4 separate regions of the Mus musculus genome follow, and all the other regions are linked to region 1. Evidence: chromatin contacts called from public HiChIP or PLAC-seq and promoter capture Hi-C data. All regions are on one chromosome and are shown on one strand. The core of a region is the stretch at or near the end of the contact, and the rest is flanking DNA. Distances in the headings are between cores, read along the strand shown.

The links. Promoter capture Hi-C pulls out the DNA fragments that hold promoters and counts their contacts. HiChIP or PLAC-seq counts read pairs in DNA pulled down with a chosen protein or histone mark.
Region 2: a contact with region 1 is called in a promoter capture Hi-C map of the HPC-7 cell line. The contact joins two enhancer-like sites. A contact is called at or near these places in 3 of 39 promoter capture datasets (the 3T3-L1 cell line, the HPC-7 cell line and cranial neural crest) and 1 of 9 other capture datasets (adipose tissue).
Region 3: a contact with region 1 is called in a promoter capture Hi-C map of the 3T3-L1 cell line, with 4 times the contacts expected there. The contact joins two enhancer-like sites. A contact is called at or near these places in 11 of 39 promoter capture datasets (the 3T3-L1 cell line, the C10 cell line, cranial neural crest and 7 more), 2 of 484 Hi-C or Micro-C datasets (embryonic fibroblasts and granulocyte-monocyte progenitors), 4 of 115 datasets of contacts at active chromatin or transcription factors (the NIH/3T3 cell line, bone marrow-derived macrophages, embryonic basal ganglia and 1 more) and 1 of 9 other capture datasets (adipose tissue).
Region 4: a FOXA1 HiChIP or PLAC-seq map of pancreatic cancer cells shows a contact between it and region 1. The contact joins two enhancer-like sites. A contact is called at or near these places in 1 of 115 datasets of contacts at active chromatin or transcription factors (pancreatic cancer cells) and 1 of 9 other capture datasets (adipose tissue).

The regions. Positions count from the first base shown.
Region 1 is chr5:5,418,336-5,421,719 of GRCm38.p6, reverse strand. No RefSeq gene overlaps it. Among named protein-coding and RNA genes, the nearest start is that of Cdk14, 40 kb to the right of the region's middle. Within about 2 kb of position 1,394, at least 179 of the 459 cell types and tissues checked have an H3K27ac peak or open chromatin away from gene starts, as enhancers often do. A contact at or near this core is called in the HPC-7 cell line and pancreatic cancer cells, where this site is marked.
Region 2 is chr5:5,054,240-5,057,637 of GRCm38.p6, reverse strand. The region is part of intron 8 of Cdk14 (cyclin-dependent kinase 14); the gene reads left to right. Among named protein-coding and RNA genes, the nearest start is that of Fzd1, 300 kb to the right of the region's middle. Within about 2 kb of position 1,412, at least 31 of the 459 cell types and tissues checked have an H3K27ac peak or open chromatin away from gene starts, as enhancers often do. A contact at or near this core is called in the HPC-7 cell line, where this site is marked.
Region 3 is chr5:4,958,138-4,961,408 of GRCm38.p6, reverse strand. All of the region lies in intron 10 of Cdk14 (cyclin-dependent kinase 14), which reads left to right. Among named protein-coding and RNA genes, the nearest start is that of Fzd1, 200 kb to the right of the region's middle. Within about 2 kb of position 1,583, at least 15 of the 459 cell types and tissues checked have an H3K27ac peak or open chromatin away from gene starts, as enhancers often do.
Region 4 is chr5:5,685,989-5,689,109 of GRCm38.p6, reverse strand. The region is part of intron 1 of Steap2 (six transmembrane epithelial antigen of prostate 2); the gene reads left to right. The region is part of intron 1 of Gm40262 (a long non-coding RNA gene); the gene reads right to left. Among named protein-coding and RNA genes, the nearest start is that of Steap2, 6.5 kb to the left of the region's middle. Within about 2 kb of position 1,844, at least 70 of the 459 cell types and tissues checked have an H3K27ac peak or open chromatin away from gene starts, as enhancers often do. A contact at or near this core is called in pancreatic cancer cells, where this site is marked.

The DNA of each region.
Region 1 (3,384 bases), core at 145-2,644:
TTTATTAATTCTCAGGGAGCAATCTTTATACCCTCCACTTGTGTCCCATTGGTCCCAAACAAGCATGGCCTCCAAGTGGCAGTTCCTGATTGGCTGCCATTTCATCACCAATCTCTAGGCTCTCAGGCAAGTTTTAGTTGGCCCTCATGCAGAAGTTGCCTCTATAAGGCTAAGTATCCCAGATTTTTTTTTCTCACAGAATTTTGGTGCTAGTGATATAAGTTTCTACCAAGACTTCTCTTGTTGGGTAGCCGGTGTTTGTCCTCTCCTTGGGACTTCACCTAGCCACTCTGTTCCTGCCAGGGTCTAAATGTCCTCTTAGGAAGGCGCTGGTCCTACTGGGTTAGAGCATATCCTGATAATCTCATTTTAACCTTAAAGATCTTATTTCCAAAACAGTTATATTCCTAGGTATTGAAGATTAGGAATTCAACATAAGAATTTTCAGGTAGCTGTGGATATAGCTCATTCAGTAAAGCACTTGTTAAAGGAATGTAAATATATCAGATACACATGTATATATGTGCATATTATACACATAAATCTATCTAAATACATATTTATATCTATATGTTTATAAAAATATCTATCTTATATCTATCTATCTATCTATCTATCTATCTATCTATCTATCTATCTATCTATCTATTTCTATATCTATCTCTGAGAGAGAAAAAGAGAGAGAGAGAGAGAGAATCAGATGTGGTGGTGTTTGTGATCCTACTACTGGGAAGGCAGAGACAGGTCAATCCCTGGGGCTCACTGGTCAGCCAGCCTAGCCTGTCTGGCAAGATCCAAGTCAGTGAGAGGCCCTGTCTCAAGGGAAAGAAAGGTAGATATGGAAGCCAGAGGACTAACGTCCAGTGTTATTCCTCAGATGCTATAGGACTCTCTCTCACACACACACACAGAGAGAGAGAGAGAGAGAGAGAGAGAGAGAGAGAGAGAGAGAGAGAAAGAGAGAGAGAGGGAGGGAGAGGGAGAGCCAACGCCACTTACGCCCCTGTGACAGAGCTTCAGAAAAAGCTGTCACCTGAAAATCTCAGTTACAGACCAAGCCTGCATTAGACTTCCTTTCTGGGCCCTGGTCTGCTTTTCTGGATCACATTATCATCAGTAAGTTCTACTTACTATTTCTGGTCACATTGCTTTGGTCAAAGGGGAGTCATAGGCCCATTGCTGGCTATAAGATGGCTGACAAACGAGCTACATATTCCTGAGTTTAGCAGAAAATACGGTTTATTTTGGGCCAAAGGAGGCATAGATATTAGGGGACACTTAATAGAGTCAGGCTTTTATTGCTGAGATCTAAAAATATCCCCCTAAAGGTCAAGTGTTGAAGGCGTGGTCTGTGGTCAGTGTGGTGAGTCAGAAGTGACTAAAACCTTAGGAGGTGAGCTCAGCAGAGGAAGTAAGTCACTGGGTGGGGTGTGGAGGCATGGCGCCCTCGGTCCTTCCGCGGCTCTTTCTGCTTGTGCCTTTGCTACTGAGTGTGAGCAGCTCTCCTCCTCTATACACTTCTGCCCTGATGTTCCACCTCAGGTTACAGCAAGACTCGAGTGCAGTGCCACAGCACCAGGTTCAATACCGAAAGGGAAGCGGCAAGGGGAACCTGAAGACTGCTGTGGAGGAAGGGACTGAAGAGCTAGAGGTACACAGAAAAACGGAAAGAGGAAGAAGCTTTTAAAGCCTGACTCTGGCCCTTCCTGTTAGAGCTGTGCCTTAGTTCTGCTTTTAAAAACTCTAAATTGCGTATAAATTCCAGTTTGAGTTTCCGTTAAGCGTGACTTTTCTACCATATCACCCAATCACCTACCAAGCACATACTGGCTTTCAATGAATAATTCAGAGAAATGGGCCTCACTGTTTATCCTTATTGGAAAATAATTGCTATAATAACAAGTGGGAAACAAGTCTGATGGCTGCATGATAATGCCTGTTGATATTTCAGCTGTGTAGCTACAAATGAGAACTACCCTAATCCTAACCCTAACAAGTAATTTGGGCTTGATCATTGCATAACCAAAAGGTTTGCAAGCATTCCATGTCTCTTCAAATGCACCTTACTTGACTTTAAAGTTGTTTTTAGTTGAACAGAATTCTGCTGCAAGCTAAAGCAAATTATACAGTAGGCAGAACACCCTTTCCATATCAAATAGCTTTGTTCATTCAGAAAGTAGATCATCCTGTCAGCAATTCCTATGTGTGATGACTGGATTTGAAGAAGTCTTGCTGGTCATTTGTTGTCTTACTACCAAGAATGACTCAATCATGAGTCAAGCACTCATTTTCCTCCAGTTTCCCTGTGTAATGTTTCAAATGTTTCCTGTTCCTTGGCATAATTTACTGAAATGAAACTAGAACAAGATCTTTTCATCAGATAGAGTGGAAACAATTCACCATTTAGATGAAGAAAAAAAAAAACAATAGACGCCTGCCCAGACCTCACACTGTGGACAGCAGTGATTTGAGAAGGATCAGAGATCTGGAGAAAAAAGTTGAAACTGTCCTCTTTCTTAAAGCAATCATAGGAAGCTTTGGTGGTGACGATTTTTAAAGGAAAACACAGCGGTAGCCATTAAAGGGAAAGGGGCACCAAGACTATGCCTGCAGGGGCTTGAGACCTTTAAGGCCAGGCTGCTCTTGGAAAGAACCTGAATTCATCCTTAGCACCCACAGCAAAGGACTCACAACCACCGGGAGCTGGAGTCTGCGGAGCCTCCCTGCTGGGACAGGCTGTTCTTCATCTCACATAGGGGACATGGAGGACAGATCACACAGCCTGCGCCAGGCTGTTCTTCTCTCTCTCTCTCTTTTTAAAAATTAGATATTTTCTTCATTTACATTTCAAATGCTATCCGGAAAGTACCCTATACCCTCCCCTCACCCTGCTCCCCAACCCACCCACTCCCGCTTCCTGGCCCTGGCATTCCCCTGTACTGGGGCATAGAATCTTCACAAGACCAAGGGCCTCTCCTCCCAATGATGGCCGACTAGGCTGTCTCCTACTACATATGCAGCTAGAGACGTGAGCTCTGGGGGTACTGGTTAGTTCATATTGTTGTTCCTCCTATAGGGTTGCAGATCCCTTCAGCTCCTTGGGTGCTTTCTCTAGCTCCTCCATTGGGAGCCCTGTGTTCCACCCAATAGCTGACTGTGAGCATCCACTTCTGTATTTGCCAGGCACTGGCATAGCCTCACAAGAGACAGTCATGTCAGGCTCCTGTCAGCAAAATCTTGCTGGCATATGCAATAGTGTCTGGGTTTGGTGGCTGTTTATGGGATGGAACCCTGGGTAGGGCAGTCTCTGGATGGTTCTTCCTTCTGTCTCAGCTCCAAACTTTGTTTCTGTAACTCCCTCCATGGGTGTTTTGTTTTTCATTC
Region 2 (3,398 bases), core at 163-2,662, 360 kb after region 1:
TTGTGGTATAAAGTATAAAGGAGAGCGGGGTGTGTGTGTGTGTGTGTGTGTGTGTGTGTGTGTGTGTGTGTGTGTGTGTGTTTCATACCAGGCAGGGAGCTGAGCTTGTTTCATAATGGACCCACTCTTTCAACAGTATCAGTTTGCCCCTGCAGTCTTCTCATAACCTAATAGCCTCAGAGTGTTCTAGTAGTACTTGAATGAACAGACCATGGCGGCCATCATCCAGTCACTGCTCTTCTTAGTAAAAAGAGAAGGAATGAGAAAAATTGATCCTCTCAGAAAGTGCTTTGTAAATAAAGAAGACATTTCCCCCTCTTTACTGCTAGTCGTTCAGAGGCCTCAGGCATGATAGACAAGTCTTGGTCTTTGAGGCATATCCCTAAGCCCCTGTAGAGCAGGAACCTTGAAAAGCGTCTATCCAAACATTAAAAGGTGGTGTGTAACCCTACTCACTGTAATAAGTACTGAGAGTAACATAGCACTGTATAAGAGGAGCTAAAAGTCCTTGCTGATTGTCCTGTGAGTATGGAAAGGTCTTTTGCTTTTCAGGACCTTCAGTTCTTTGATACTTTTACCCAAATTCTCACTTCAGTAAAGAGTATCATGTTACTTCAAATATGATATGAAGAAGAGCAGTTCTCTATTTGCAGACATTTTAAACTACACTCTAAGGCAGCAAATAAAGTTTTAATGGAGATAGAGCAATTCTTTGGCCTGACAAGAAGTGAGTACTTTATTAAAGCGTATTTACCAGATTCTAGAGAAGTGGTTGTGCTTCCCTTGCTAGGTTTCTCTGTGCAGTAGATAGGACAACTCTCTATGACAGTACAGGATGAGTTCGTGTTCTACTGTTCATGGCTCTCTTAAAACCAGAGCAGTGTCCTGAGACCACACTCGGCCTCTAACATGTGTGATCTTTGCTGACAGCTGAGGAAACAGGGATTGTCAGGTTGCTGCTTCTGCATCAGACCATCTCAGTCTGCCCAACTGCATTCGTGCATCCAGTGATGTTTGGCTATTTAGAACACTATATCTGGATGTAGAAATGAATCTTTCATGTCCTTTGTGGTGTGGAAATAAATATGTATACTGCAGCTGTTTGGATGGCTTTTACACTTTCATCACCTTAGGGAATTTTATTGTAATTTCATACCACAAGTAAATTTCCCTTTGAGGCAGATTTTTATCTGCATGATTCAGATAGTTCCTGCAAGCTTATCTGTGGTTTTAAGAGCAAAACTGGCTATTATGCAGACAAGTGTGTGCTTTAGAGAGCAACTTGGTTGGACTGGTAAGAATATTTAAAGGATCTTTTATCTCAGTCTCTTCCACCCAGTCATTAACCCACTTCTGCAGGCAGCAGTTCCGTTGTCATGCCAAGATAGCCTGTCACTTCAAATAAATGACAACTATTCTAAGACTCTACCATAGAGAACAAAGGATGGACTCTTGGGGGTGACAGTCTACTGAGGCTTTCCAGAACTGGGTGAGGATTCATTGACCTTTTGTCTTTGTCTACCTAAAAACAGTGATTCTTTTAAGTAAACAACATGCACGCACAGTCATAAAGGAGGAGTACAGTGAAATTAGATTTCTCTCTGCCTCCCATGCTGTGCTCATTACCATGGGCAGTTGCCTTGTGCTGCCTGCTCCTGGGTTCTTTTCCCCAGATATACTATTTACCTCTAAGCACCTGATGTGCCTTCATTTCTTACTTTGCCATTTCCCTTAACTGTGTGTTATTGATGGCTTCATATTAGTATTTTTAAATGCACTGGTCTCACTCATGTTTTGAACCCATTTCACAATTTGTTTAGCCAGTTTATTCCTATAGTTTAAGGTCACTTAAAGTTTTTCTTTTCTTACAGTTTTTTTTCCTTTTCTTACAGTTCATAATTAGTACTCAGACAGTTAAGTCTTTGTGGTTACAAATATGTAGATGAGCACCTGAAGTTTCCATTGGTAAGTCTCTGAAGTTTGGAAGCATAACCAGTGACTTCTAAGCCTAATTCAACCTGTCAGTCATTGTGTTGCTTCTGTGTAGGTCCAGGGTGTACAAAGCCCAGGCTCAGACAGAGCTTCTCGGCTTGAGTAGGTTAGCTCTGCTCTCTGGTGACTCATCCATCAAGGTAGAGTGCAAGGTGACAAATCAGATCTGCAAATGAATCTTGTACAGTGAGTTGTGACATAGAAATTAAGACTAGGGGGAATTTGATGGGTTAGAATTGGAATGAGCTATGGAAAGTGGTAAATAGGGGTAAGCAGAGAGGGTACCCAGCAGCATAGCTACCCGAGAGTGCAAGCCTGACTGACATGTACCACTACATCAAATGGGCCCTCTGACCTTGTCCTGGCCAGCTTCTGTCTAAGAACATGAGCTCTCAAAACTACGTCTGGGAAAAAAATGATGTTTGTGTTTCCTGAGAACCTAAGGCCCCTGACAGGTCCACAACAAAGTCTCAGGAATCGCTCTTCCCAGTCATGTGACTGAGGTTACTCCATCATACCCAGTAGTTAAGCCAGCACCCAGCAAGCAGCCCAGCATCAGCACCTTGTGAAGTTTATACCTAATTGTAACTGAACATGAGTTTTACTGAGCCTGTCCTTTGCAGAGTGGTGGCTAGCTATCACCATGTACCCATTCTCTCGTTCTCAGGTTTCTGAAAACTGATAGGAGACCTTGGGAGAGCAATATTACTTTCTTTCTGAGGAAAACATCTTCCCTCAGGAAACCACAATGCTTTAGAAACAGCTCTGCCAGAAATGCCCCCAGTTTGCCCTAAATGCTTGCCTCCCTTTCAGCCAACAGCTTGCCCCAGCACAGTGAGGAGGGCTTTGCTTTGCATTTACATAACAGGAATTTCATTGGTTTTTCTGGAACACATAAACAGTTTCAAAGGTAAATTCAGGTCTCTTTCTTCAGTAACAGTGAACAGCTGGAAGCTTTGAAATGAATGTTTTTATACTTCTGCCCATCTGTGTGGTTTAAAAACAACAACAAAACAAAACACTTAGTTAACTATTGAGAAGCACCTAAGCTGGACCTGCAAGAATCAGGAATGCCTGCTACTGCTGCCACTGAGCTCACACCTCACTGAACACATTCGAGTATTGCATCTGGGACCCTGTGAGCCTCACACTGGAAAACTGATGCCCTTTCTGAACATTCTTTTGACAGACTGGGCCTTATGTAAGCCCTGTATTTCTACAGCTCTGCTGATAGATGGGAATGCAGAGGGGCTGGACACTGGAGACAAGGAGTGAGGTAATTGCAAGCAATGACCATTACTCCTAAGGGCTTATGATACAGTGAGGGAGATAAAAGAGATTGAATATAAGAACTAAAACAACTTTCATTGTCTACTGATAAGAAAATGGGAGAGAATAAAAATCTT
Region 3 (3,271 bases), core at 334-2,833, 460 kb after region 1:
CTTTGCTAAATATTAAGCACCCTCACCACTTTGGGGGGCATTTGTGATTTAAGCTAGGGTCTTGTGCATGCTGAGTGCATACTGCACACCCTGAGCTATATCCCCAGCCCACCAACCTCCTCTGCTCTGTTCATCTAAAAGTGTAAAACAGCTCTGTAGTGACATTTTTTGAGAATTCTGGGATTTTGGTTTCTTTTGAAAATACAGAAATATTATAAGAATGTGCTTTTGTTTTAATCCCTGGTGTAGGGGTGTGGGGCTGCTTCGTTATCCACAGCAGCTGACTATGACTTGCCCAGTGCGCTAACAGAAGTGTGGTCTTGACAACTGCAGATAATTTTCTGCAGTTGTGTAACCTTTGGAATTCTGGGAAGTTTCCAGAAGATGCATAGATGCTAGGCTCCCGAGATGCAGGGGAGGTGGTAGTTGGTCATTAAGGGAGGTTGGTTGAGGCTTGTTAGTAGCCATAGCCAAAGAAAAACCAAAGAAATAAGTTAGATGCAGGGCTTTCTTTTTATTCTATCCTTGTTTCTCTCCTATCTAGTATTAGGGAGTGAAACCGAGGGGATAAAGGGTGGAAAAAAGAAGAACCCACAAAGTAGCAAAGGCCAGCTACACAATTCCTCTATTTCCACGTCAAGTCACTGATGAAATGCTGAAGAGGGGGCTGGTGTGTATATATGGGTACACTTACACGATACATACCCGCCCAGACACATTTTCATATATGTGTGTGCTGAAAGGGAAAGAATGACAAAGGGGATTCCTGGAGACTTCCCGGTCCTCTGGGAGCCAGGAAGTTCAGCTCTTGAGACCAAGACCGTTGTCTTCCTTGCCAAGTGATCTGCTCTTGAACTGAGCCACTTTGTAGCTCAGCAGCCTTTCCCTGTGCTTCTCGGGGGCAGCAAGGTGCATCAGGGAATAACAACCAACTACGCTAAAGGTGACATACACTGCGCAAGTTACAGTGCAGCTCCTTGCCACTGCATTCAGAAAGAGGGCCCATTGCATTTGCAGTTTGTGTAAAATATAATCAATGAATTTCTCACGGGATGAACTTTGTCATGTTTAGAGTAATTTCATAGGAATTCTTGGCTTCACCTAGTCCCCTATGTAAAGGGACAGCCTTAGTGGTCCTGTCCTGCATTTCACGTGGCGATGACACTCAGGCGATGGAAGGTGGATGCTCTTTGTGGACAAGTGTGGACACGTACTAAACCTTCTTCCCTGGAGCCCTGTACGCAGCCTTTCTCTTCAGTCACCTGGCTGTCCGGTTTTTAGAAGGAAACGAGAGCATTCGTTTCTGTTCTTTAGGAGTACAGAGTTAAATAGCATGGGAAACACACACCTTGTACAGCCTTTATTTTGAAGGCGACTGAGTTCAGTCATGGGCTCCTCCTGATACCAGTTCAAGTCTATGTAGTTTATTCAATAGATATTTAGTGCCCACTTTATGCCGTAGACTTGATAGGCAAAAGAAATAGAAAGTAAAAGAGAAAACAAACAAAGAAATCAGAGTGCAAAGTAAACACTTGCTAAAATTTAATCTGTGGCAGTTGCTATGAAGCTGTGGTGTTGCGTATGACAGGAATCCTGCCCTGGTGCACAGGTCGTGGGACTTGACCTGAGAACAAGGTTTCAACACAGGACTGAAAAATTAATTAGCAGCTAATTACATGGAGAGGGCACAGATGTCCAGACTTCAGAACTGCATGTGGGAACATTGTGTGGCTAACGGGAGAATGTGCCAGATGCAGGCACTGAAGGACCAGTGGGAGAGTATGAAGGGACAAGAATGTGTAAACAATTAGATAAGCGGAGAAGGGGGTTCTGCAGGCCTCAGCCAGCAGCTTAAGTGTGTCAGGGGAGACGGGGTTTGGCCACAGTGTGAAGCTTTTGACTCACAGAGTAACAGTTGATCAAGTCTGATTTTCAAAAGACCAGTTAGGAGTGTGGATGTATAACTTGAAATAAGGTAAGGATGATGACACATAGGTTCCGGGGAGATCCTGGGCTTAGCGAGTAAGTGGGTGTCAAGAGAAGGAGAAAAATGAATATATTTAAGACCATACAGGGACACTAAAATCATAACGTATAATGAAAGTAACATTAATGTGATTGAGATGTGTATAAAAATAGCAAGCAAAGAAGTTTAAAACAGTGTAGAGACTCCTGTCCCATCTTTATATGCATTTGCTCTGCTCTGGGGGCAGTCCTGAGGAGTCCCCAGTCACCTCCTCTATGTGTGCAGGGTAGAACCAAATATGCTCCTTCCTAGCATTTTGTCCTGAAAGCCACCTACCCTGTAGTTCCTTTCTAGGGGTATCTCACTATTGATGGACTCAGTATTGCTCTCCCCTCCTCCACCAACACAGCCCCTCAATCAGCTTTTCTGTCTCTGTATCTGAGATCTCTGCTGTATGTAGCATGGCCTCTCTCAGTGGCTTAATATTTTCCTTTCAATAAACTCCTTTCAAGTAATTTTGCTTGTTCATATGACTTCAAAAAACCAGAGATCCCTTAAGCATTCCCATAATAGAAAACAAGGTAAAATGAAACCAATGAAAATACGTAAGGGGTACGTAATATTAAGTTTGATCTTACCCACCCCGGATCCTGAACCTAAGTCCTACTTCCCTTAAGGGAGTGAGAGCCGAGTGCCTGGGAGGTCGTAAAAACAAACACCCAGATGAGATGAAGCTTTTCTTCTTGATATTCTCAAAAGAATGGAAAGATAACCAAAGAAGGGACTAACGTTTTTATGAAGGTGATAGGTATCATGCCATGTTCTCTTTGCCAGCTAAAGCAGTTTGTAGTTGGGGTTCACATCTCCCATTGTGGGAGAGCTGCTCTAGACCACATATATCTTCCTGCCATTAACACTGGAAACAAGTTGGGGGTTAGACTCAGGAAGTGCCCAACGGGTGAGAGTTGATCAAACCTGAGGGCCTGGGCCTGAGTTCCAATCCCAGGTATCCACGTAAAACAGGCGTGGTCACGTATGACAGCGCTGAGAGTAAGCAGTAAAAGGAGGCATCTGGCAAGTGCGGACTGAACGGGGCGGCATTAGCTACTTCTGGTGCTTATCATGCAGACCTTGTACTCACCAGGTAAGAGCCCCTCCCTCAGCCTCCTCCTGGGACCACCTTATTTATCTCCCAGTTTCAGGCCTACCATGTCCACATGAGGCTCCAGGAGTTTGATGAGGCACAAATCTGGTGTCGTCATACCTCCACATTTATTGTTTATCAGAGAAAGCCACGCCAGCATT
Region 4 (3,121 bases), core at 595-3,094, 270 kb before region 1:
TGTCCTCTGGGTAGTTATTTTTCACTGCTGGGAAGAACAATGTGAAAATAGACATAAATATGAATCAGCTAAATCTGCAGTCTCTGAACAGCAAAATAAATATTAAATTGAATCCTGACCTTCGAGAAGTGTTTTTGGACTTGTCTACCTATTCTTCGAACCTCGTGATCTCCTATAAAATTTCTGATACCCACACTGAACCCTTGGCTGATAAAATCAGAATGGAGGAACAGGTGGCCAGGGATCATTACTTTTAAATCTCTCTAGGTCGTTCAGTGGAGCTACAGTTGAAAATGACTACCTTGAGGCAGTTTTGAGACTTTCTAGCCACCAGTGGGGACCTCCCCACTGCAGATCTATTATGCAACCAAGCTCAGACAGACATGCAGAAAGAAATGTTATATTAACTCGTTGGTGGTTTTTTTCAGGCATTGAGGGATGCAGGACCTTTTTAAAAAGGGAGAGTTTGCAATTAGACAGTTTTCTTACATTGAGTGGCATTAGCTTTGTAACGTGGTGCCTTTACAGAAAGCTACTCATTTGTATATTAAAAATGGAGAAAGTGTTTGTGTAAATCACACCTCAGTCAAGTTGAATTTTTAAAAGTTCTGTGTATGTTGCGTCATTCATAATTTCATTGACTGGATAACCAGGAAGTCGGCGCCTGTTTTGTGTCACTGGAGAGTCAGCGCCTGGTTGAATGCTTGTTTGGAAAGTCATGGGGATTTATGAGTCCTTGTGTTCAGTGTTGGACGGATGCCTAAACTGATAATCACCCACCCAGAACACCTGAGGTTCTTAGTTGAGGAAACACTAGGGAGATGTTTTTGCCTTATTGAAAAGTATCTAAGGACAGAGTAGATGGCTGAGGTGATAAAGAGCTTGATGAGGTCCTCTGTTTTGTCCCCAGAACCCTTGTAGAGAGCCTATAATCCCAGCACTTCATAGGCTGAGACAGGGGGATGGGGCTATGAGACCCCCAGCTCAAAAAATGAAGTGGAAACTGATTGAAATAGGCACTCCGTGTTGACCTTTGACCTCCACATGCACAGGCACATACCCACAGGTGCTCCCTCACACATATGCACACACCTAAAATTATTATCTGAAATCTTTGAGAAAAATATTTTAACTAACTTTCTGGGATTATTAGATCCAATCAAAAAAATTTTTTTTTACATCTTTTTAGTTGAAAATGTTCCTAAAAGTAACTGAACTATTTCTTTGCCCCCACCTCTCTCCCCCACCCCCACCCCTACCCCCACCCCGCCCCCCATTTGAACAGGGTCTCATGAACCCAGGCCAGCCTTGAATTCTTGAATTCACAGAGATGAGCCTGTTTCTCCTTCTGGAGTTTAATGTTGTCCTTCATCCCTGGTCCTTGATCTTCCTGACTCCACCTGCCAAGTGGTGGGATTACTGTTGTTTGCCTCTGTGCCCAGCTTCTGTATTAGTATTTGCAATACAGTGAGCATAAAATGTTGTTTGAGTGACTCAGGATCGAAGAATGTATGTTGATCATATCTCCATCGCAGTTAGTTATTGAATACATATTGAACCTAAGAAATACATTGGAAATCTCAAACAGCCACGGAGTAACTCCACTGTGTTAGGAAATCACACATGCCTTGCCTTTGGGGTTTTCTGAAGGGTTTAAAAGTTTTCAAAATCTCTAAACAAAACAAAACACATATACCCATAGAAATCTGTTCTTGCCCTACATGAGCAGTTGGCTTTTGCTTGTTTATTTAAATGTCAAGAAGATTTAGGGACTGTCTTAGCACAAGCCAAAAGTTGTAATGTTTAAAGTCATCCTCTAGTTAGAGAGGTTAAGATATCTGGCATTCCGTTTCTGGAATGTGCCTCCTGGCTTTGGAGTATGACTAAGCAGTTAACTGTGGATTAGGGGTGGGGGCTGGGAGGGGGGGCTGACTCCAGGGTCTAGGGAAAGGCCTTTCCTCCTAACAGCTACTGGGGCTCTTCCACTTGGAGCCTCCTACTGGCTATGGAAATTATAGCCCTAAAGCTTGGCAGTTTTACAAACCAATCAAAGAGACAAGGGCTGCTTAAGATTGCCAACAGAGACAACTGTTATCACTACCCTTTCCTGAACAAAGGACATTGGTTATATAAAAGTAGGGACGAGACACAGGAGTTAGCATACCTGAGACCATGGGAAGCCATATTCACGCTGAGACATCCCTGGTTTAAACTAGATTGCACTTGTGGCACACTCATCAACATGGTGCAGAAGCCACACGTGAATTGGGAGTCGTTGGTAAATACAAATTTATTATCTTTTGCACATATGACACACAGGGCCTGGAGAGATGGCTCAGGCGTCAAGAGCACTGGCTGTTCTTCCACAGGTCCTGGGTTCAATTCCAACATACACATCGTGGCTTACAACCAGATAAAACTCTAGTCCCATGGGAGCCAATGCCTTCTGGTGTATAAGACTTACATGCAGACAAAACACCCATATACATAAAATAAATAAACCTTTTTTAAAAACTGAAAAACATATACAAAAACAGCACATGCACAGAGAGTGAGAGAGAGAGAGACAGAGAGAGAGAGACAGAGAAACAGAGGCTATCCAATTCAAGTAAGGGAGCATGCATCATGCAATGTTCCCTCCTGGCTTTCTAAGGTATATTCTGACCATATACTTTAGTTTTTTATTATAAGTACATCCAGTCACTCCCCAATGAGTGATTTTCTCCTGTGTAAGCGTGGTGCCTTCCTTTGCTTTTTATCTCTGTGCACAGAGCACACAGTGGCCGGATACACTCAGAGTGAGCCACTGTAGAGCAGAGCTACCTTGAGACTATAATTGCATCATCCCTTGTCAACTGAGATGTGTAAATCCTGTATTTTTTTGTGTCTTTTTTGGCCTAATTGAATAAATGTCATCAAGAGCTCTTGTATCCACTTGTAAGACAGTCAGGGAAAGACTCAGAGTATAGGATAAACAACTTATGAATGATGTTGATGCTGCCTCAGCATCAGATATTATCCATTATGGGAGATGGGTTGCTCTTGGGTCCAAATGTGGCTGAGCCCAGTGGGATATGAGCACACTCTTTGGCCCTTTTTCTTTTCTTCTCTCTAAAAACCA